4 separate regions of the Mus musculus genome follow, and regions 2, 3 and 4 are each linked to region 1. Evidence: chromatin contacts called from public Hi-C data. All regions are on one chromosome and are shown on one strand. The core of a region is the stretch at or near the end of the contact, and the rest is flanking DNA. Distances in the headings are between cores, read along the strand shown. Region 1 has its middle 51 kb from the start of Gm26761. Region 2 overlaps Gm43837 (a long non-coding RNA gene). Region 3 has its middle 12 kb from the start of Gm31363. Region 4 overlaps Tbc1d1 (TBC1 domain family, member 1).

Region 1 (5,768 bases), core at 421-2,920:
TTCCTACATAAATGATAAATTGACAGAAGTTAACACTACCATCATAGGTCCATCATAAGCTCCACTCTTTTTAAATATTTTCAAATGTATTTAATCTTAATTAATTAACTAATTAATTAATTAATGTGAGTCTATGTGAGTATATGGCTTGTATGTATAGGTACCCAAAAATGTTAGAAGTGTGGGTCAGGGGGTTGTGAGTCACCTGATGTGGGTCCTGGGGACAGAACTCAAGGTGTCATGTAAGCCATTTTTCTAACCTCTAAACTACTTTCTTTAGAGAAAAACAAATAAACAAACAAAACTACAGTTAAACAACTATGTGCTATGTTCTCCTATTCCAGTGTTATGTCCCCTAGGAGAGGGGATAGAACCTTGTTTGTTTCGGTATTAGTGTGGTTTGGTTGTTGTTTCAGCAGACATGGTCTTGCAATGTTGTCTACCTAGCCTCAGACTTTTGTTGTTTGTTTGTTTCTTTGTTTGTGTATTTGAGGTTTCTCTGGGTAGCCCTGGCTGTCCTGGAACTCACTCTGTAGACCAGGCTGGCCTCAAACTCACAGAGACCTGCCTGCCTCTGCCTCCCAAATGCTGGGATTAAAAGTGTTTGCCACCACTCCCTGGTATGGTCTCAGACTCTAATATGCAATCCTTCTGTCTCAGCCTCCTGAGTAGCTGGGGCTACAGGTGCTGGACCATGCGGTGGGTTGGCTTTGTTTTGCTTTTGCTTTGCTGAGCCTGAGCATCAGGCCCGGGTGCTCAGGCATGCCAGCTTTCTTTCTCAGTTTGTCATCTACTGTCATTCAGTGAGGAGTCATGAGTGGCATTAGTCAGGAGCCACAGGTCACACCCTCACCCGATCTCTTTCCCTGGTTTGTTTCTCTCAGATGATCTCCCTCTCTCTTCTATGTTTGCTTTTCAGGGACAATGAAAACCCCGAGAGCGGTCCTCAGGCTGAGGACAGTTTAAATGCATTGGAAACAGGGCAGTCACTCATCCTTCCAGCTTGATAAGACAAAAAGGTGACTGCTTGGGGGCAGGGTCTCTCCTTTCTCTCCCTACTTTAGGCAGGCTTTAGGATGAGTTGCCCCTGGCGTTCTTAGAGGTAGGTAGCGTCAGGGCACAGGTTTGGTTTCCTGGCCTCCTTTGGGGTGACTTTAAATATGATGTCTTGTTAGTTTTGTGGACCAGGCTTCCCCCTTTGGAGTGAGGGGAAGCTCATTTGGGTGCCTCTGCTTCTATGACAATGACACCAGGGTTTGGCACTCCTTGTCTCTGGCCGTTCTGTCCTGGACTAATGTCACTGTCTCTCGAGCTGTTGTCACCAAAGCCTGTGTGGTGACTTTGGTGCACTTTGAGCCAGGGCAGCGTGGAATAACTTCCTGAAGGATTGCTTCCTTCCCCCGGGGAAGGGTACAGCTGTGCCAGTACCCTGTATCATCCAAGTCTCATTTCCTTATTTATAAATCAGCCTCTGATTGCCTCTGAAATGCCTCCTGCTTGCATAGCCTGTGAGCTAAAGGAGGCTAAAGCACAGGTATGCTGGTGGATATCTGAATTCCCAATACTGGGGAGGGAGTCAGAGGCAAGGGAGATTGTTGTGAGTTCCAGGCTGGCCATGAACATGATTTGATCCTACCTCAAAACCACGAGTAAGAAGTTTCAAAACCATGTCCATGGGATGTTTAAAGTGCCGTGTGTATGACTACCACAGATCAGTCACTGTGCAAATGTACAAGTTATTGTGAGGACAGAAATTTTTGGACTGTGGCCAGGAGGCTTGCAAAAGATTAGATAGATCCCAGGAAAATGACACTTGCTCCCTTCGTGTTTGTGTGTGTGTGTGTGTGTGTGTGTGTGTGTGTGTGTGTGTGTGTGTGTGTGTGAGAGAGAGAGAGAGAGAGAGAGAGAGAGAGAGAGAGAGAGAGAGATCTTTGAAGTTGATGAAGGGCTAAGAATGCCTGGTACACTGGAAGCAATAAGCAGTGTGTGATGTCAAGATCAAGGGCTCTGATGGGCAGGGCCCTTCATTTACCTGTTTCTGGTACTTGATGCTGGTATATGGGTTTTTGATGAGAACTTCTTATTATCAGTAAGTCTTGTGACTTGGCATTACCTCAAGGACACCATCATATGCTGTATGTAATAACAGTGTATTGATGACATACTCTTGTTTCCCATAATAGATTTGGGCGTGTCTGATAAGGACTGACTCAGGATGGGCAGGTCTTTCTCTATTACCCAGATACTGAGACTGGCTTTGGTCTGCAGTTGCTATACAGGTTCATCGCACCTGCCGTCTCTCTGATTCTATTACATGTGGATTCTTGGCAGTGCCATCTCAGTTTAGGGCTTCTCAATCTGGCTTCTCTGGGTCTCTCTGGGTATTTGAGAAATCCTTGCAGATCCTTGCAGAATTAGATATATATGAGTGCATTTCCATAGGAGCAAGGCCAGCCAGAACAAAGGGATAAAAGGGATGCAGCTGGAAGTGGTAACATGTATATAATCACAGCACTGGGAAGACTGAGGCAGGAGGATGGTTCTGAGTTTGAGGTCAGCCTGAGTTACCATGTGCTCCAGGCATCTTGGGTTACAGAGTAAGATCTTATCTCAAAGTGAACAACAAAACAACAATGAATAAAAAACAAAACAAAATGGCAAGAACAATGCCACCGAAGGTGTCCCCAGCTAGGGAGGAATGGAAGGGACTTCATAAGATTAAAATATAAAGGTTTAACCTTAACACAGACATCCCCAGCACTGATAGAGCGATCACAGCACTTACACACACACACACACACACACACACACACACACACACACACACCCGCTCCTCCGGTAACTAGCAATGCAATGGTTTTCATGGTTTCAGAGCAGCTGTCTAGGACTGAGCCCAGGGTAGCTGAGGCCTAAGCATGCTTGATGAGTAACTGTGAAGACTCGGCACGTTCTTTGTCCTTAGAAAGGGGGACTGTTTTGGTTTTCCCCCTCAAGAAACGTACGCGTCATAGGACAGTTTCCAGGGAAAGAGAGAAACCGACTTTAACGGCAGCAATGTAAGAGTATCAAGTCAAAGTTTCAGGGTGCGACTTTAAAATTATTTTCATTAAGACTTTTTTTTTTTTTTAAGGAAAAGGAAAAAGGGCTTCTTTCCCAGCTTTTGTTTGTGAGAGAATAACTCCTTTATGCCTGGCTTTGCCTCTAGGCTAGCACGGGGCTGCAGTGCCACACCCTAGGGCGGGTTTTGGCTCAGGTCAGTCTTCCTCCTTCTCTTTCTTTCTCTTCTTCCTTTTCTTCCTGCTTCTCCACCCCTCCCCCTCAAAACACTTCTCTCTCTCTCTCTATCTCTCTCTCTCTCTCTCTCTCTCTTTCTTCAATCTCCCACCCCCCATCTTTAACAAGTATAATCTTTATTTATCACTAGTGTAGAATCTGGAACATCTGAAGGAGATACTTGTCACCATGAATCTATCTGGGAAAGGAAGAGGACTTCCGATGAATCTGACTTTGACTCTACAGAACCTCTCTTTAACAAGGGTGACTGAGCTGGGCATGGTAGAATGCCTGTCACATGTTTAAGGATGTTTAAGGATCTGAGTTTGTATCCCAGAATCCACAAAAGAAAAAAAAAAAAGAAATGGCGATGTCTGTAATCCCAGTGTTAAGGAAGAAGAGACAGATGGTTCTCTGGGGGCTCACTGGTCAGAAAGCCTGGCTTAGTCTGGGAGCTTCAGGTTCAGTGAGAGATGCTGTCTCAAAACATTAAGGGGAACAGCAATTGAGAAAGACAGCCTAGAGCATGGCCTACACATGCATGTACACACACTTGCACATACATAAATGCACACACAGAGAAGGCAACAGGTGACTTATACATACATACATATCTAGACGGGTAAAGTGCACAATCTTGGCTGCTATTTTCATGAGGGAGTTAGAAAACCCAACGTCCACTCATCAAGATATAGTATGGTACCTGTAAGATGCTGGCCTGTAGTTTTAAAAACTTACCTTTTGGTGTTTGACATGCATGGAAAATTAACAACGAGAATCCATGGTCAGACTTCTGAAAAGGAAAGGCCAAAGTGACTGGGGGAATATACCAGATCATCCACAGAGTGATACTCACTGTCACTTAAAATACAGGTGGTAGGTCCAAGGGAAGCAATATGATACTGCTCAGCAGTCAAGTTTAATTGGGAACTGCATCCATTGGGTCTTCAAGGATAAATACCAACTTAAGTGCTAAATAAAGAAAACAAGTCTCAGGACATGCGCAAGATTTACTCTGTGTGTGTGTTGGCCCCTTAAAGTGCGTGTCTTTGCTTTTGATAATCTGGGGGGAAATACACGTCATAGACAGGATGACCATGAGAGAGACAGCCTCTGTGTTACCTGTTTGTGCTGGCTCTGTTGATGGTCTCTGGATGACCAGCTCTCTTCTAAAGAAACCATATGGCATTTTGTGAACATCCTGCCTTCTTCTAATGGGTCGTATGACTTCCCAGATCCAGAGAGCTATCTCTTCTCTTCTCTTCTCTTCTCTTCTCTTCTCTTCTCTCCCTCCCTCCCTCCCTCCCTCCCTCCCTCCCTCTCTCTCTCTCCATTTCAGTTTAATTATAAATAACTAAATACATAACCAAAAAAAAATGCAGAAATGCTAAAAGATGCTATAGTCAGCACAGTATATTTTCAGAATTTGGAATTTGCCCTTCACAGCGTATGAGTCCTCCTACCTCAGATCCCACCCAAAGTCCTGTGCCAATGGCCTGCCAGCTACATCTCTGCAGCTGGCAGCATGGCCCTGAGAGGGTCAGAGAAGGCAAGGACTGCTGCCCTTTCTCAAAGGAAGGTCTTCCTCCCAGGTTGGACAGGGGGACCTGTAGTTTCTCTTCTGCGGTGTAGGTCAGGCTTCATACCGTGCATTTGTCCTACAACAGGGAGTGAAGATAAAAATTTACCTTCCAGGTGGGTAGGGGAGGGGAGGGGGGGCCTGGGGGACTTTTGGGATAGCATTTGAAATGTAAATGAAGAAAATACCTAATTAAAAAAGATAAATAAATAAAAATCTTTAAAAAAATGTACCTTCCCAGCCATCTTCCCTGTGCTCAAAGCAGGGCATTTAAGGTCAAACAGTCTTTGAGGGTACACCCTGTGCCAGCTGGGCCCCACCCAGGAAGAGAATTGGAGCCAGATATATGGCTACAGTTTAACAGTCCTGTAAAGTGTTCAGCCATATTTGTTTTTAAAAGAAAAAAATGTCCAGCTCTAAGAAAAAGCTGCAAAGAGGCATACTTTATGCAGAACGGGAATCTCTTTTTCTCTATTGGAGGGAAAAGGGTGTTGGGCTAAAGTTGTTACTTGGGGCTTGGTGAAATTCCTGCATAAATGGCTATAGAAGTTAATTGCTTCAGCCAATTAGGAGGGCACTTTGGAAACCGTCTGAAGTCTTGTAGCTCCACCTCCTTTGTTTTAATATTCATTTATTAAGTTTCCGAATACTCTAAAGCATTCTCATTGTGAACCACTGGACGCTGTAAGGAAAGAACACATTCATTTCAACAAATATACCCCAACGCAACCACAGGCTAACGCACATTTTAGAGAATCAAAAGGCAAACAATAGAATTAGGCATCAATTTCAGGGACTCCAGAGTAGTAAATCCACGCTTGCACCAGAGCCCTGGGCAAGGTTGGTAGGTTAGCCATTTACAAATCCAATTTTCTCAGCTTGCGGAGAAGAGCTGAGGGTGACTCCCCAGACAGAT
Region 2 (5,923 bases), core at 913-3,412, 360 kb after region 1:
GACTTGCAGCGGTGACTTGCTGGGAATGAGGCTGGCCAGACATTGTGGGCACCAAGTCTAGAAACCTGGTCCCCTGGCTGAGCAGCTGAACCCTTACAATCCTCAGAGACGTAAGTTTCATTTTAAAATAACTCCCTTTAGATACAGACTTAGAACTCCATCAAAGCCAAATAAGCCAGCCCGTTTGAGAGGCAGAAAGCCAGATGGCAGGAATACCAAGAGCACTCTCTTCCTTGTTATCACTGATACTGGTCAAACCACGTTTTGCTGCTCTTCGAATCACAAAGGAATGGACTCACATTCACAGGTACTTTAAGAACACACTCAGACAGTCTCCAACTGTACACCAATCATTCCAGCCAAAGGATCAGAAGATGATGTGTGGAGGAAACACTCTCCTGGCTCTTCAACTACCAGCCACTTCCAGGGAAGGAAGACTTGCCTGCTTGAGCAGAGTGTACCTTGGGAAGAACGGATATGGGGTACAGCTAGAAAACCCATATGCTCTTTCTACTTCAGGCTGCATGTAGCCAGCCCAAGGAGAACTCGCTGAACCTCCATGGGTAGTGAGTTCCTTTCCAGACACCAGAAGCAGCCACAAATAGCAAGAAGGGTCTGGGACAGTTGATGACTGACCCTATGGAGCGGAGGCGATGCTATAAAAATCAGTTGCATACTGGCATCAGGAGACAGGCTGGCTGCTCCGGCAAAAACAGCATACAAAAATAATTCTGTTATAAACTGACTCTCTCCTATATATAGTAAAGACAAATAATCGCCCACTTCCCCCCGTTAATGTATCTTTCAGGTTCCTGTTTTTAAATAGCAGCTTTTCTGAAAAGCTCACCCTGCTGAACTTTCTAATGGTGGCCACAAAGGGAATATCTAGCCATCATGGAGATGACCATACAGGGGGACAGGAGGGAAGGGCAGGCTATGAGAGGGACCCTGTAGCTCACCCACAGGGAAAAGCAGGCCACTTGGGAAAAATCCAGACGCATTAGTTCCAGATTTTGTTGTTGTTGTTGTTGCTGTTGGTTCCTGTTCTCTGGCAGGCCAGAGCACTCTGCAGAAAGGGGACCTCCCAGGGCCCTTCCAGCCTGCTTCTCCTGCATGACCTGCACCTGCTCTGGGGCACGATAAAATATCTAGGGATAACACCCGGGGCGGAAGCCATGTGCATGGTCAAGGTCTATGCAATGTACTGATCTCTGATCAGTTACGATGCTATCAAAGTTGCCTTCCCTCACCGGTACAGCTTAAAAGCAAAGAACCAGACACCCCTCCTATGAGTGGCTCTGCCCAGGACCTGTATCTCAGCCCGTGTGTTGAGAAAGACAGACCCCGTCGTAAGCTGTGACCTTTACCGGCAGAAGCTTGCACTGTTCGCGGATGGAAGGAGACACAGTCACTCTTCCAACCATCTCCAGCTGAGCCCCGCTGGGAGCTGCTACCTCCTGTACACCTTGTCGTTCTACCCTAGAGACTTCATTTTTCTCTTCTTTTTACCTGTTTCCTCCCTCAGGCCTGGGAAGAGATGTAAGCCCTCACGGCTTTCTTACAACCACTCTCCTGAAAGACAAGTGACCAGAAGAGGAGATATCCCAGCAATAGGAAACACCATGAAGAACACCTCTCTAGAGTTCCATTAAGCTCTGGGAACAGGATCATGGTAATATTGTGCTGAGCATAAAGGTCTGAAATAGCTGCAGAGTGGTGGCCTTCCAGCTACTTCAGTGGGAGACTATGAATCCCTTGTCCTTTCAGTGAGCGTGTGGGGGATACAGTGTCTGCACCACTCAAGCTTAGTGCACTGTTCTAGACCCAGCACTGACTGGTGCTTACCTGGGATGGTACCCAAAACCTGCCAAACTTCTGTCCGTCTTGCTATCATCATTTCCGGTGTATGAGCAAGGCTTTAGTGGCCCTGAAAGATTGAGGGATCTCCCCAGGAGTACAGAGCTACATCATGAAAAGCCAGGACCAAAGTCCCTTCAGGACACTTAGCGGTTCCATTCTCCTGCCCCAAGAAGAGATGTCCAAAGGAGATTGCACAACCCACACTGAAAGTTGGTTCCAGGCACTGCCCTCAGAAAAGTCCCTCACCGAGCATTTGAGCTTCTCTCACTTCAGTCACAGTCCATTTCCTCTTCCCAGCCGGCCGGCATGCTAGAGAATTAGGTGTGGCAACTTCCAAGAAGGGAGGGAGGTACCCACCCCCACCCCCACCCCCCTCAGGACATCCTACAGCTCTGAATGGGAGCATTCCTTCACAGTAGTTGTGCTGGAACCAAAACCCTTCCTGTGAAGGTCACCTGCCCCCATCAGGAAGTCCCCCACCCCCTGCATCCTTGTCAAAAGCTCCTCCCCCCCCCACACCCCCTCCATCTTGGAGAGCAAAGGTTCATTAGCTTGCTAAGAAATCACATCTCTGCCTCTGGTGCAACAAGCCTAGGGTCTTGCAGCAGACAAATGGTATTTTTGGTTCCTTGGTAAGTCTACAAACCCAGGGTTCCATCTCCTGGCATTAAATAGCTTCCTTCCTAATTGGAGCATGCTCAAAAGTCAGACCCACCATAGGGCTTGTTAAAATTCTGATGGCAGTACTCCACCCACAGGTAGGACCCTGGGGCCTGTATCTCTAACAAGTTCCCAAGAGATGTTGATGCTGCTGGCCCTGGACCACACTCCGCATCTCCAGGGATTACTTTGTGGTGCAGCATTAGCCCCAGCAATGCCATTTTCACAAAGCACCATTTAAAACATGATTCCAGGATAACATATTATGTAAGACCCCAGAAGCACAAATCAGCATGTGAGGTCAAGAGGTAGAGGAGAGTGAAGAGCGTGAAGCCAGGTAAGCCCTAGCCAAACACTGAGAAGAGAGCTCTGGACGTCCTGTGCCTCCCATAAGGAGCGCACATCAAGGGATCGTGGAAAAAGTCTTGTTTATAGTCAGGCTTTCTTTCTCATTCCTGAGGCGACCACAGCTGACCTGGGCAAAACAGGCCTGCCCTGCCCAGACCTGCCCAAGGTGTTCCCTCATTCCTTGGAGGTGAAGATGGTACGGGCGGGGGGGCGGGGGGGAGTTGTGGGAAGGGGTATGGGGGACATGGTCTGGGGATACTGTCTGTCTCAGCCTGCCAGCCCAAGTGGACTCTGAAATTCCAATCTGAGTAGCTGAGAAGACAGAAAATGTTCTGACCCTTTCTGCAATCACAATTTCTTAGAAACATCAACATCAGAAGGTAAAACCTGAGTAGATTAACCACTCAACTTCTTCCCAAATTCTTTTGCCCGTTCCATTCCTTCTGAATGGAAATTTCTTTCTTGTGGCTATTCCTAGTCTCCCTTCCACAGTCAGCTATGGCTCCTGTCTGGGCGGTGGTCTCAGGCACTTCTCCCTCTTTGGCTTCCACACTTGCAGCATCCTTAAACCTTCAGCCAATCAGCATCTCCTTTGCAGGCTCCTTTGCCTCCTCCCTTTGTTCTTTCTGAATGATCATTTTCTTTTCTGTGACATCGACAACAAGAACTGAAGAAACAGAAGGAAAGGTAGCTGTAAGCAGAGGGAGGCTGGAAAGGGATTTTCTCTCAGAGAGAGAAGAAAGAAAGAGTGTAGAGATGCCTAGCAGCCCCCTGGAGGTTTTGAGGAAAGAGAACCCAGGCAGGTTCTGGAAGCAACAGAAAGAAACAGGGTGGAGATTGTAGCAGGGGTGGCTCTGTGGTGTGGTTACAGAGTGTGAAAAATGCAGTAAAGGGGATACAGCAATTCTGAAACCTCCCCTGGTGCCAGGGACCCTTATGCTTTAACTGCATCACCACTGTGGGACTAGGTGGCCTGGGCTCAGCCTTCATTGGCTCACCTCCGCACGATCCTTCCATCTTTGACCTTGCCCTTTCCAGTGTCTGGCACAGTGCCTAGGCTGTGGTAGTTGCTCAGAAAGGGCTCCCTTCTTTCCTCTCTCCAGCTCCGGGGCATCCTTCATGTTGACATGGGGACAGAATTGGAGTTGAGGCTGATAGGACAATAGGAGATGAGGAGGGAGGGTAAATAATGCATAGCACTGAACCCTCCCCCCCCCCCCACACCCTGGACCAAATACCAGCCTCACAATGCTGATCTTGGCAGGGGGCCCACCATCTACCAGACCCCCCCACCCCCGCAGGCCTCTGGGGTATGGCTAATTAAAGACACGCTTACTCATTTCATTCCCAAGTCACTATTTAAGGAAATAGAACCATGCCATTCCTCTAAGGCCTCTGACCTTAGATACTAGAGGCAAACAATGCCGGGGCTTGTCCAAGTGGCCATAAATGCAGAGCTGTTCAAAGAGCAATTGAGGGCCAGAAAGGGAGGACAGCACAGGCCACACAGCTGGGCCAGCTGCTGGATGGTCCCCTCCTTCCATTCTCCCCACTCTCTCCTCTTCCCCATCCCCTGCAGAAGCTAGTGGCAACCCTCCCACCCTGACACCCCCTCCCTACCACCTCCTCACAGTTAGCTCCTGGTTTTCTGAGCTCATTCAGACTCCTAGCTGACTCAGAGAAGCCTTAGTGATCTCCATGGATTTCAAGCAGGAGCAACTTGCAGCCTCTGGGATTTTTCAGGGTTTTTTGAGACTAAAGAAAAACATGGCTTTTGTATCTGTGTGTCGTGTATGTGCACATGTATGTTCATGTGTACATGTCTATCTATGCATGTAGGCAGAAGTCAGATAAGGACACCTGGGATCTTGTCCCATTACTCTCCTTTTTATTCCTCCTAGACAGGGTCTCTGAACCTGTGTCTGGACTGATGTATTGAGGATTGGTTCTAATGCTTTGATTTAATCAGGAATCTGTGTGTCCAAATGCTGAAGGACCTTGTCCCCAATTGGTTTTTGATTGATCAATAAAGATGCTAGCAGTCAATGGTTGGGCAAAAGGAGATGGACCGGGACACTTAGATTTGCGAGGGCTTGGGATAGAGAAGTGGAGACAGAGGATTGCCTGAGATGGCTTGAGATGAGTTGAGAGATGGCTCAGATTTAGAGCTGTGGCAGAGAGAGCCTCTGAGCAGTGTAAGAATTCTGGTAAGTGGCCACTGCCCACTTCCCTATTGGGCCTGGGGTAGCAGGCAAAGGCTTAGCACTGCCTAACCTTTGAGCTAATCACAGCATTTCAAAAACAAGCTAGTGTGTGTGTATCTTTCATTCGCCAATGAAAGAGTCCCTTGGTGGGTGACTGGAAGTGTGTGACCGGCCGGGAGCACAAAGTGGAATGGTATGTCTCTGCTTCTCCACCAGCCCCCTTCTCAGCATTGGGGTTAGAGGTGCACATAGAGCCATGCCTGGCTTTTTATGTGCATCATGGGATCCAATTCTGGTCTTTTAACGCTCTTGCTTATGGAGTCATGTGTTCAGTCCCCAAACACAAACTTTAATCAACACACTCTTGGCTGGGATCTGCCTATGTCAGATGTGGTATTGAGAAGGGAAGGGCAGAGAATGCAAAGCTTTCGATAGACTGTAGTGATCACTCAATAAAGGGCCTCCAGAGACTGCTCTCTGCTTCCTGCAGATGGAGCCTCTTGAGAACTTCCTCTGACAGCCATGAGCTCTGCAACTCCCTCCCTGCTGTGATGAGCTGAAACCTCTGAACCCGAGAACCAACATAAACTCTCCTCCACCATCTCTCTCCTCCACCATCTCTCTCCTCCACCATCTCTCTCCTCTACCATTTCTGTTGGAGATAGTGGTCAGAGTGATATTCAAGTAACAAACACAGAAAACAGATAGCAGAGAAGTAGGGTGACTTCTATGAACACCCCAAAGTCATCCTGCTTAGACTTTGGCAGATGATTTGTGGAAGGAATTTGGAAGTTTGGGGCAGTGGACTGGAGAAGCCCTGACATGCTGTGAATGTAATGGATGATTCTGGT
Region 3 (5,956 bases), core at 3,175-5,674, 310 kb after region 1:
GCATATACACACACAAACACACACATATACACACCCATACACACACACACACACACACATACATGGGTGCACACACAGGTACTATCTTAGTCAGAGTTTCTAACCCTGCACAAACATCATGACCAAGAAGCAAGTTGGGGAAGAAAGGGTTTATTTGGCTTACACTTCCATACTGCTGTTCATCACCAGGGAAGTCAGGACTGGAACTCAAGCAGGTCAGAAAGCAGGAGCTGATGCAGAGGCCATGGAGGGATGTTCTTTACTGGCTTGCTTCCCCTGGCTTGCTCAGCCTGCTCTCTTATAGAACCAAGACTACCAGCCCAGAGATGGTCCCACCCACAAGGGGCCTTTCCCCCTTGATCACTAATTGAGAAAATGCCTTACAGTTGTATCTCATGGAGGCATTTCCTCAACTGAAGCTCCTTTCTCTGTGATAACTCCAGCTGTGTCAAGTTGACACAAAACTAGCCAGTACAGACACACACACATATACACCCAAACACACACATACACACACAAACTTACACACACAGACACACATATACATACACACATACACAATCACACACACATACACATACACACACAGACTTATACAAACAAACACACATATACACTTACACACACACAGACGCATAAGAAACATACAGGACACAGACACATATATACACAGAGACACATAGACACACACCCCACTACCTAAAAACTCTGTTCTTGGTTCTACTCACTATTTTAGTAGTTTATTTAGTTTAAAGTCTATTTTAAATAGCTCTGGAGAGGAGGGAGGGGAGAAATGAGGTGTGGGGGACCTCCTTGTGAGTGACTAACTCCTTACTTAGGAGCTCAGTGATTAGAAAGGAGCCAAGATTAACAAGTGGGAGGAATTCTCTTTCTCTCTCTCTCTCTCTCTCTCTCTCTCTCTCTCTCTCTCTCTCTCTCTCTCTCTCTCTCTCTCCTTCCTCCTCTACCCCCAATGCCTCAGGCTTTTCCTGTCATAGCTGCCTTTATGTTGAGTGAGAAACTCTTTCTGAAGATCACATATTTCCAGAGACCTTAAAGAGCAAGTCACTGTGAGACAATCTCTGATGGCAGAGACTGTGGCATCTCTTCACCAGTATCTGTGCTAAGAGAGACTAGAACTGAGACATGTAGTCTAGGTGGACAGCACAGTGGAGGAGGCCAAGAAACAGCCACCAATCTGCTCACCCCTCAGGTTCACCATTTGAGCAAAGGGTCTAGGCCCCACCTCCTTACAGCAGGGCTAAGGACAAGACAGGAGACACAGAGTACAAAATTGCTTTTCACAAATGCCGGGGGGCCGGTGGATGATGGACACCTAAGCAAGCTCTTGCTGACTGACAGACACCTGAGTGACAGCCGGTGCCGGAGGACAGCACTTCCCAGCTTTGTTAGAATGCCCCTTCAGAAGCTAAGGCGTGATGGGGACAGTCTTCAGGGGCGAAGATTTCATTACAAACATCAAACCGGTTGAACACTGTGTTCTGACCAGAGAGCTTCCTCTCTCTCTCTCCTCTAATGGAATGCCTGTCCCATTTAACATGATATGTCTGTTATGGGGCCTCTAATTAAAGACTTGTGAGAAAGATGAAGTCATTATGTCTCACCTTAGGAAGAACTTGCATTACTTAGTGTTTTCTGTGGAAGGCCCTAGGGAACGTCTGTCTTCTCAGACTTGGCAAATGTGCCAGTCTTCTAAACTGTTCTGCACAGGATAACCAAGATACAGAGGGTCTGGGGCTCTAAGTGCCCCTGTCAGCAGCAGCACTCCGGGGCACACAGAGCTTAATCTGGGGCCCTAAAAAGAATGAAAAGAGAAGGATCAAGGGCCATCAATCTCTAGTTCCTGTGGAAAGAGCAGGCACATTGCTCCTGCAGCAGGTGACTCCATACGCTGTGTGGGAAAGACAGGGGGAAGGCAAATGAAGCGGTTCTGAGGAGCAGGGAGAGGAAGAGACTTCACCACCATGTTTGACTTGCACCTATCATATAGAAAATAGCCTGACTTGGGAGTCAGGCAGGGCTGGACTAGAGAGGTGGTGGCTGGGCTAAGGGGGGCAGGTGGGGCTAGGGAGGCAGGGGCTGGGCTAAGTAGGGGAGGGAGGGTAGTTAAGTTATTGGGAAAGTTCCAGAGAAGCAGGAAAAATGCAAGACACAGAAGTGAGAACTGGTTGACTTTTCATTCACCTCAAAATTGTCTGTAATCCCCATCTCTATAGGTTCTCAATAAGTGTCCACAGCGCATGGCATTTCCTGTCGTGCAAATTATACCCCAGCTGTGATTTCTCTTAAACTAGGATTCTGCAGGAACAGGGTTCCCTAGACCCATGCAAGCCCAGTGCATTAGAACTCAGACATTCTCAGAAGATCCAAAAAATCACATTCAGCAAGGTAGAAAGGGTATGTGTGCGTAAAATCCCTCACTCTGGGTTGATTTTTAGTTCTAGGCTAGCCTGGACTATACAAGAAAAACCAAACCCTATCTCCCAACAACAACAACAACAACAAAAAAAAAAAACCACATACACAATTCAAATAAACAAACACAAGGTGTTTTAAGAGTGTATTAAGGGTGGGTATAACTTTGGAGTCTTGTTTTGGAGGCTACACTGTGATAATCCACAGTATTGCTTATAAAATATGCTTTGATTGGTCATTTAGAAACGTGTCATATTGCGACTATAATATTTGATACTATGGGAGGCCTTTGCCTTGATGGACTATGAGACTGATTTTGATGGTTCTTTTGAGTCCTGATGATCAACAGTTATGTACTCCCCAGCTCCATTCCCCCCACATCCTGGACTGACTTGGCTATTATTTCTATTCAGTACCAAGTAAAAAATAGTATTTAAGCAAATTCCCTTTCCCTTTGAGATTCAGTAATTCATCGTCTCTTGTCAGTCACCTGTGTCACCGCGGCACGCATCTCCTTTGTGTTTCCTGAGTGTTTTTCTTGGTCATTTGCCTAATGCTCTCTGAGCACCTCTGTGTATCTGTCTTGTTCCCAACTATTCAGCACAATGTCTGAGCTTATTATGTTTTGCAAGAGAGATGAGAAAAGACTGGGGATTAGAACAGGTGACTCTCATGCTACAAAGGATTGTGCGGCCACTGTAGAGATTTAGGGAGTGTTAATAAGGGCGGGGGGGTGGGGTGGGGACAACCAGGCATAGGGGTATTATTGCCTGTAATACCAGCACTTGGTAGTCGAAGGCAAGAGGATTAGAGGTTCAAAGCCAGCCTTTGCTCCAGGCTGGCCTGAACTACATGAGACCTTTTTGTTTGTTTGTTTTAAAAGAGAGAATGGAGAGGAAAGAAATGACAGGAAGAGAAAAGGAAGGAAGCAAAGAGGAAGGAAAGACAGACAAAAATTGGCATCATTTCTAAATCATGTTTGATCATCTTTAATGATTTCATGGTGATCTTACACATCCACTTTGGTGTGTGTTCGTGTGTGTGTGTGTGTGTGTGTGTGCGCATGTATGCCTCTATGCATGCATGTTCATGCATGTGTGCATGCATGTAACTAGAATGAGATGGTAGACTTGCATATCTCAAAACACATTTAACATGTTATTAAAATTCTTTATAACATTTAGTTTTTAACAGTCAGCACTTTTGTTTTGTTTTTTAACTACTTTTTTGCACTCAGTTTGCGGGCCACTTGTATCTTGGAGCCATTACAACAGATTTTACAAGGAGTATCTTTTCTTCTCTCTTTTTAATTTTTTTACTTTTATTTTTGAGACAGCATTTCTCTGTGTAGCCCTGGCTGTCCTAGAACTTCCTCTGTAGAGCAGGCTGGCCTTGAACTCAGAGATCCATCTATCTCAGCCTCCCAAGTACTGAGATCAAAGGGGTGTGTCACAAAGGCCTGGCTAAGGAGATGTCTTTTCAGGCATAGCTTAGAGGCTCGTCCTGTAGCTTACAGTCTTTGAAGTCAAATTGCAAGTCAATGAGAGTGGTAAAAATGTGGAAGAAACCGAAGTGATGGCTCACTTCTGTCATCCCAGCATTTGGGAGCTTGAGACAGGAAAATCATGGGGGTTCCAAGCCAGCCGGAGCTATACAGCAAGACTCTGTTCAACGAATAAACAGAAAGGGAAATGTCTATTTTAGTTTTGTTCCAGGAAGTTATCCATCTACTTTGAGTTTTCTGAGTGACCTTCATTAGGACATCCTACATTATGTAGATTGAATTCTGTGTCCTTCTTTCTCAGGCCTGAGTCATTAACCCCAAGGTCGCCAGGCAAACAGGTGCACTCTTTGAATGAATCACCCAGCACAGATTTTTTTTTTTTTCTTCTATCAAAATCCCCAGCAAGCTTGGCGCTTCTCGTGCCCAGTTCCCCTCTGTCTTACCCATGGATGCTTACAGCTTGCCCTTCCTGTTTTCTGCCTCCTGAAAGATGTGTGTGCTTTGAATCACACTGCCCCACGCTGCCAGCTCTCATCTGTTAGATCCTGTCCTTAAGTCCAGGGGCATTTTCCACTGACAAGTCTTTCATTAGTTTCTCTCTCCAAGGGGTTGTAACACCTTGTCATCTGATCATCCTGGCCAATCTCCCGCAAGACGATCGTATCATACAGATCATTAATAAGGATGAAGTGTGTGCACCCTGAGTGAGTGAGCTCCCAGCCCCGCCCGGCACTCCACCCTGCGTCAGTTTCAGCCCTACGCATCCTGACACTTCTGTGCTTTCTAATTTCAGTTCACGTGACCAATAGTGACTTCACGAGCTGTACTCTGCAGTCAGAATCTCCTGCAGGGCCTGCATCCCTGTCACACCCCTGATCCCCCTTCCCCACCCATAGATGCCCTGGATGACTTGCTACAACTGGACTCCACCGGGTTTAGGAACCTTGTTGGGTAAGCACAACAGGAAACCTTGAGATAGGAAGTGAGTCAGGGAGAGCTCTCTTAGGGTCCTCTATAAATGTTGTTACAGGATGGCCATTGCTTCTTTACAAGGCAGCCCCTCCCCCAAGCCCCCAAATCCACTCCATCCTTCTCAGCCCCGGGGATGGTAAGAGCCCTATTGGATATCACTCAGACTTTCTTCCACCCTCTGGTGGCTTTACTACACCCTGGTCATTCTTATAAGACATCCTTTAAACCCTCCTGAACTGAGCCAGCGTGAACATGCCATCAGCTCCTCACTAAAATTCTGATGGATACACTACAGCATCTGACCAGCCCCAGGCTAATGCCACTGCAGGGCTGGGCTGGCCACCACACCTGCCACCTCTGCTCCCAGACATTCAACACTGCTGCCAAAACCCTGTGGGCACCCAGCCTCCCTTCCTCTCAGATCCACAAATGCTCGGCGATTTTGGAGTTCTTACATTTGTTAATATAAAAGGGCTTTGAAATTCTCCTGGCAAGAGCAGACTTTTAGTGTTCCAGTATTTTCCATGTATTCACTTAACAAATATTTGTTGAACTCCTCCCATGTGCCAGACACCGAGCTAGACGGCAAGCACACATCTGTGGGCAAAGCAGACTCCCATAAGGTTGTGGGAAGGAAGCCGCAGAAAGTGCTGGCATGTCACGATGGCCTCCTGCAACACAGGGCCTGAGGAATGTGTCCCCAATGGAGGATGTGCCAGTTCCTACTGGGGTCTTATCTTCAACAGGTCATGATGTCCCAAAAGATCTTCTGTACAAGAATATACAAAAGCAATTCTCCCTCCAAAAGTTTCCTTTAGCAAGTGTGTGGCAGGGGGACCAGCTTCCATTTCATCAGCTTCAGGAACTAAGGGGCCCATTAGCTATGGCAGGGCTGAAAGGGTTTTGATACTTCATCTTGCCTGCCCTCTTCCTGTCATCTTTCTGTGCCTGTCATCTGCTCTCACCTGATCCGCCCTACCTGTTAGACAAGATGTGTGTGTCCCAAGATGCCTACGGCAGCCTCTGCTTCCCTCTCCGCCTTCT
Region 4 (5,829 bases), core at 1,256-3,755, 410 kb after region 1:
AATTTCGGTTAGCCCATCAAGTATATGAACAGAACCAAGCTACAATATAGCTTGTACTATGTACTTTAGCATCATACTGAAAACCTTATACAAAGGGAGAAAATACATATGGGATACATACTTACAGAGAGAATCATGAGGAAACCACCTCTGCATTAGCACAGAGCCTAACCACACGCCACAATCCCTTGCCCATGTTTTCGGGAAGGGCAATGTGCTACTCAGCTTGTGCCCAGCACAGCACAGGCTCAGTACCTACAGTGGGCTAGCAACCCTGGATAAGACTCTCCTAGAAGTGTAGGAGCCCTGGCTCCAGAGAGCATGAGTGACCTTCAGTATGCCGGCTTCTCAGCAGTGACTCACAGCCCCCTCAGACAGAAGCAGTGTGTGACTGCTTTCAAACCTCCAACTACGGACCCAGGATTAGCCTAACCCAGGAACCTGTGTGTACTTCTGCTCATACAAAGCTGCGGCTTCACAAAGCAAAGCGGAACTCTGTGGGACATGCTCACCTCAAGGTCTAGGTCAGGGTCTACTGCACAGTATGCCCTTGTGGGACAGAGCAGGCTCTCTGTCCCCTTTAACTTCCCTTCAGGTGACAGCTGAGACTTCTAGGGAAGAGTGTAGCAGCATATTTTTAGTAAGGACAGACTAAATAGTGGGACTTCAGATGTTCCTGGCAGTTAGGATGAGCAAGGGAAGCATTTTGATTTCGCACGCTCCTGTGGTTGAGGACTGCTGAGAGAAGGGCATCTGGGGGTGTGTGGGGGGGGAGCAGAGTACTCAAATGCCCACCTTTCTCACTTTATGGACAAACTCAGCAAGTGGCGGCTTTCTATGGGGAAAGATCAGAACCAGATATGGATGGAGAACATTTCTATGGAGCCAAGAGCCTCCATTAATAACCTATTTTAAAAGTGTCACTCTAATAATTTCTGAACACGGACACATTCTCTCATTTATACTATCAAACAAGGAGAATTCATGGTTACTTAGTGCCAATGGACTGACAGAGAAGCCACGCCCTGCAGTGACTTTTGCACACCTATCAGGGTCATTCCCTCTCCCTTCTGCATGGACTATTTATAGTGCTGGTCTTGTGTCCTTACCTGCATTCACCCACTTAAGATGGGGGCGGGGTGTACAGGAGAACTATGCCGCTTAATAAACCTTCGCATCCGAATCAGACTTATAAATAAGCATCAACTGTTCTGATTTAGTTCGTTAGATAGATTTCTAAGTTACTTCCTTCCTTCAGTATCTCTCCAAGGACCTGGCCTGTTTCCCCCCCAGGCAACAAAAGCTTAAGACTCTCTCATCATTATTCAAAGCACAATTGTTGGCAGTCAGCATCTGGGGCCAAGCTGGTCTCCTGCAAAGCTTAGTGTAGAAAGAGCCTCTCAGAAAGCTCCTGGACTGTCTGACCGTGGCAAGGACACTGTCTGCTCTGCAATAAAAGGGCTGATTCTCCTGGGACACCTCTGATCGCAACTACAAAGAGCGCGGGGTGGGAAAGGTCCTGCGGTCCTGGGAAAGCCCGGGCTGCTGGTGCCTTTGGTGAGTTAATGAGCGACTACACAGAGGCTCGGGAAGCCGCTCGGCAAATATGCTCTACCTGCAACTGCTCCAGGAGGTCAAGGTTCTGTTTGCGCAAGCTGCTGTTGGTTTTCTCCAATTTCTCCATTCTTTGGTTGTCACTGAGAGGCGAGGACTCAATAAGCTCCTCCTGGAGCACGTGGTACTCGACCTCATAGGCCTGGAGCTGCTTGGCGATGTCCATCTCAAACACCTGTTGGGTAGAGAAGCCACCAGGCTGAGTCACTGAGACAGGCCTCCCACGGGCACAGGTACCTGTGCTCACGCGCACGCGTGGAAGCACACGGAGAGGAGAAAACTCAGCTCTGACAAGGTCAATGGTTTTACACGGTGAGGACAACAAACACCTAGAGGTAATTGCAAAGGAAAAGAATAAATATAGGTTCTAACACGCTTCTACAAGGCCAAAAAGATTTAAAAAACAAAAAAACTTTTCAAGGCCTAGAGAGACAGCTCAGCAGTTAAAAGCACTGGCTGCCCTTCTCGAAGATTCAGGTATAATTCTCAGCACCCACTGGTGGCTCCTAGCTGTAACTCCAGTTCCCAGGGGAGCTGACACCCTCTTCTGGCCTTCATAGGCACCAGGCACTCAGGGGCACAGACAAGACTTTCAAAACTGTAGTTCTTAGCGGCTTTCCCTGCAAATGCTATGAAATACGCTGACTATAGGTTAAATGTGACAAAGGACTCATGTTCTGTTTGCAAGGTCACCACATTTAGTTACAATTCAGCTGGGTTTTTAAGAATTGTAAGAATGACAAAGTAATGGGACTGTTTATAGAAAAAGTCCTCTTGACCCAGATCTGCAGAAATGAGCCAATCCCAACTGTCACTCACACATGGATGAGCAGAGCCGGCTCTCTTCCTTTAACAGCAACAGTGACAACAGAGCCACACTTGTGAAACAAGCCCAAAGTGCAGACGCCACCCAGGGGGCAGTGTCTGCACTTTCTCCTGAGGAGGAAGAGCGACAGGGCTGGAGTGGGCCCAGTGTGAGTCAGCAGACTGCTGCTCACTGCAATGCCCTCTCTCCAATAAGGTAAGCCTGCAGGCTGAAGTCACCCAGCAGAGGCCTATAACAGGTACTTTCCTGATACTGCTGTGACAAAATGGTCAATGAAAGTAACAAAGAACAAAGGGTTTATTTTGGCCCAGTTCATGAGGTGGAGAGCCTGGGCGTCTGGAGCCTGAGGTGGCAGGAGACAGAGGAGTCTGGAGCCTGAGGTGTCTGGAGCCTGATGTGGCAGGAGCCTGAGGTGGCAGGAGACAGGGGTGTCTGGAGCCTGAGGTGGCAGGAGGCTAAGGTGTCTGGAGCCTGAGGTGGCAGGAGACAGGGGTGTCTGGAGTCTGAGGTGACAGGAGACAGGAGTGTCTGGAGGCTGAGGTGTCTGGAGCCTGAGGTATCTGGAGCCTGAGGTGGCAGAAGCCTGAGATGGCTGGGTACAATACACGCACAGCCAGGAAGCCTAGAGCCAAGTGTAGCAGCTCAGTTCACTGTCTCCTTTCTCCTCCCGGGAGCTGTCTCTCCTGGGATGGCACTGTCCGAATTTAGGGTAAGTTTTCTCACTTTAATTAGCCTAATCTGGAAACTGTCTTAGACCAGTCCTAAGGTGATTCTATCTTGGCAAGCTGACAGTCGAAAGCAACCATCACAACTCTCAAGGTGGTCTGGCAGTCTAGAACACTCTTCTGAGAATGGAGTTGCGGCTTCTGAAGGACAGAAGCTGTACTCTACTGCATTTCCTAACTAATGCAGCCAACACCCTTCCTAGCTGTGGGACGCCAGCTTTCCCCTAGGGTCCCCTACAGGGTTCCCTTCCCTATGAGCACTGAAGCTGTCCTACAAAGCCCTGCCACATTCCTGCCATTCCCAGTTGTCTTAAAAAAAAAAATTCAGCTTCCTAGTTTTCAGGTTAACTCCATGATTAATACTAAGTAGATTCAAAAGTTAGTCTATGCAAATACTAAGTCCCGTGCTGTCACGTCTACCTGATTTCTTTTTGTTCCTGAGAGGCTCAGTGGGCACCATTAGCATTTCCCATCCCTGGTGACAGCTCAGGCTGGGAGTCAGCTTTGCCCCTGAGGATCTGAGGGACTCAGTCTCTCTGGGCCTCAGTTCCTGGCCTCCCACACAGGGCGTAACACCTACCTCCCCGCACTGAGCTGGGGGTGAAGGGATACAGTTCACAGAGGTTCCGGTGCATGCCTGGAAAGCCTCCATCTTAGCTGGACCTTCTGGAACTGAACCTCGTATCTCAGCAGAACTGCAATGGATATGCACTGTGGGGTTCCCACTGCCATGAAAGTGCTCCTGTGTAATTCTGAGGATGGAAAACTCACTGAATGTAAAGATCATTTCCTCTCCTGGGAAACTTGGCACCAAAGTCTCTGGCCTTTTCTACAGAGTTAGGACGACATGTTAAGCTAAGCTGAACCACAGGCTGTGCCCTTCTGCGCCTTCATGAGTTCTTAATAAATATCTTGGGTTCTCACTGTCTCAGTGTAATTGTTCTGTGCCCCAGGAATGGTCCAAACCCACAGCAGACTGTCTGGTGGGGCAAGAGCCCTATTCCTTGAGTAGGGCTTCCCTTGGCCAAGGGACTGAAGAATAAAGGGATGGCAATCAGGACCTTGTTCTTACCTACTTACAGATCACAAGTGACTGACTGATGCAGAAAGGCCTAAGATTAAAGTCTGACTCCACAGTGGTACCTCAGAAAAGCACGATCCATGAACTAAAGACCAAATGTTAGACACTGGGGGGCTGATAGGAAGGGGTTCACTTGTAGAAGCCCAGCTTCTCTCCCTCTGAGCTGTCTAAAACCCAGGCCCTGAGCAGCGTCACTCCACAGCCCACAAGGAGCAGCCCTTGTCTTCTTTAGTCTGGCTCCATATCAGATCCCACCTCAAACCTTCCACTCCTTCCTGCCTCTCCATTTCTCCACACTTTTCAGAAAACTGTGTTGCCAGAGTTTTGGTGTTGAAAAGAGCATTTTCTTCTGCTTGTCAAAGTAGGAATTATTCACTTCCTTATGCTCAGTTTTTGTCAGAAAGACATCCCGTCAGCTTTATTACTGAAGCAATAAAGCCCCAGGCAGGAAGCGTGGAGGGCAAAACCCCCAGTACAGCTTCCGTCGTCTTTACACTGCCTTTCCTCGTCACTGTTCTACGCGTACTTCCCTAGCTGTAACACAACTAACACCAAATATCCTATCCCACCTACCGTTTTTCTCATAATCTTATGTTCTAAGGGCTTTCTTGTGTGGCACCATGTCCCGGTAACTATCAGTACAAATGGCTTCACGATTCCCCACCAGCATACCGAAAACATATCAGACCACTCAATAACGTTTGCCATCTTGAAGTTTCCAATTTTTTGATATTACAAGCATGACTCTTCAGAGAACTTCCTTACACATAGGCTTTCCCTGTGCTTGGGGCCAGCTCCTAAGGATGCATCCCGATAGTTGGGACTATGGCATCAGAAGGGTCTGAATGGTTTACCAGCTTGTGCTTATTGCCAAACCACTCCCCAGGAGGAACAATCTAGACAGATGCCACCAGCGTGCACTGATGTGCCAGACGCTGCATGCCCTTGGCACTGCACACTGGCATTAAAAAGCTGGCTTGTTAATCTAGCAGGTAAGGCATTATCCATGAAGCTAACTATCTCCCCAGCTCTGGGTCTGCTAGCTGGCTCTCCTTGTGTTTATGTTCTTGGCTCACTTGCTATTGAAGACTCAGGGTTCACTTTGCAGTCTTCAGGCAGGGTATAATGAAGGCACTGTCGGGTGGCTTGTACAATTAGCTATATACTTTTGATTTTCTTAACTTTTAGACCTTTCCCCCAGTCTGTTAGTCTCACTGGCTATTACAGCAGTGGGAGCAGCCTGCCTGGGTATCCACAACAAGGGGCACCCTGTCTACAGTAATTGAGAGCTGCAGAGGCTGCATTTGGCTGCAATGCACTGGACTGACTGGACTGTCCAGAGCTATCTGGTCAATGATCAGAAAGCCTTACATAAGTATTTACTGAAAGAAAAAACAAGTATTTATTTATTTATTTATTTATTTAAAAAAGCTGTCCTTAAATGATTTTCTAGATTTTTATCTGTAGAACATGTTCTAAACTCAGGTGAGCTGACTGATGAGTCTGCAGTGTGATCCAGTGATGACAACCCCTTCCAGGACAGTCTCTGTGTGACAGTTACTTTGCTTGTCACAGTGTCTGGA

Evidence for each region. A called contact is a pair of places that touch in the nucleus more often than the background predicts.
Region 2: a contact with region 1 is called in a Hi-C map of bone marrow-derived macrophages, with 23 read pairs. The contact joins two enhancer-like sites. A contact is called at or near these places in 3 of 15 datasets of contacts at CTCF or cohesin (the NIH/3T3 cell line, large pre-B cells and pro-B cells), 7 of 484 Hi-C or Micro-C datasets (bone marrow-derived macrophages, cumulus cells, erythroblasts and 3 more), 5 of 115 datasets of contacts at active chromatin or transcription factors (bone marrow-derived macrophages, embryonic basal ganglia and embryonic stem cells) and 1 of 9 other capture datasets (embryonic stem cells).
Region 3: a contact with region 1 is called in a Hi-C map of bone marrow-derived macrophages, with 22 read pairs. The contact joins two enhancer-like sites. A contact is called at or near these places in 1 of 15 datasets of contacts at CTCF or cohesin (the NIH/3T3 cell line), 2 of 484 Hi-C or Micro-C datasets (bone marrow-derived macrophages and epidermal suprabasal cells) and 4 of 115 datasets of contacts at active chromatin or transcription factors (double positive thymocytes and embryonic stem cells).
Region 4: a contact with region 1 is called in a Hi-C map of liver, with 7 times the contacts expected there. The contact joins two enhancer-like sites. A contact is called at or near these places in 2 of 484 Hi-C or Micro-C datasets (both in liver).

The regions. Positions count from the first base shown.
Region 1 is chr5:64,747,068-64,752,835 of GRCm38.p6, reverse strand. No RefSeq gene overlaps it. Among named protein-coding and RNA genes, the nearest start is that of Gm26761, 51 kb to the right of the region's middle. Within about 2 kb of position 1,670, at least 35 of the 459 cell types and tissues checked have an H3K27ac peak or open chromatin away from gene starts, as enhancers often do. A contact at or near this core is called in bone marrow-derived macrophages, epidermal suprabasal cells and liver, where this site is marked.
Region 2 is chr5:64,387,825-64,393,747 of GRCm38.p6, reverse strand. It overlaps Gm43837 (a long non-coding RNA gene), which reads right to left. Exons shown (of 3, transcript XR_003955925.1): 3 at 3,873-4,019. Among named protein-coding and RNA genes, the nearest start is that of Gm43837, 13 kb to the right of the region's middle. Within about 2 kb of position 2,162, at least 53 of the 459 cell types and tissues checked have an H3K27ac peak or open chromatin away from gene starts, as enhancers often do. A contact at or near this core is called in bone marrow-derived macrophages, where this site is marked.
Region 3 is chr5:64,437,324-64,443,279 of GRCm38.p6, reverse strand. No RefSeq gene overlaps it. Among named protein-coding and RNA genes, the nearest start is that of Gm31363, 12 kb to the left of the region's middle. Within about 2 kb of position 4,424, at least 52 of the 459 cell types and tissues checked have an H3K27ac peak or open chromatin away from gene starts, as enhancers often do. A contact at or near this core is called in bone marrow-derived macrophages and epidermal suprabasal cells, where this site is marked.
Region 4 is chr5:64,341,212-64,347,040 of GRCm38.p6, reverse strand. Tbc1d1 (TBC1 domain family, member 1) reads right to left here. Exons shown (of 22, transcript NM_001310611.1): 21 at 1,616-1,789. Among named protein-coding and RNA genes, the nearest start is that of Gm43837, 34 kb to the left of the region's middle. Within about 2 kb of position 2,505, at least 168 of the 459 cell types and tissues checked have an H3K27ac peak or open chromatin away from gene starts, as enhancers often do. A contact at or near this core is called in liver, where this site is marked.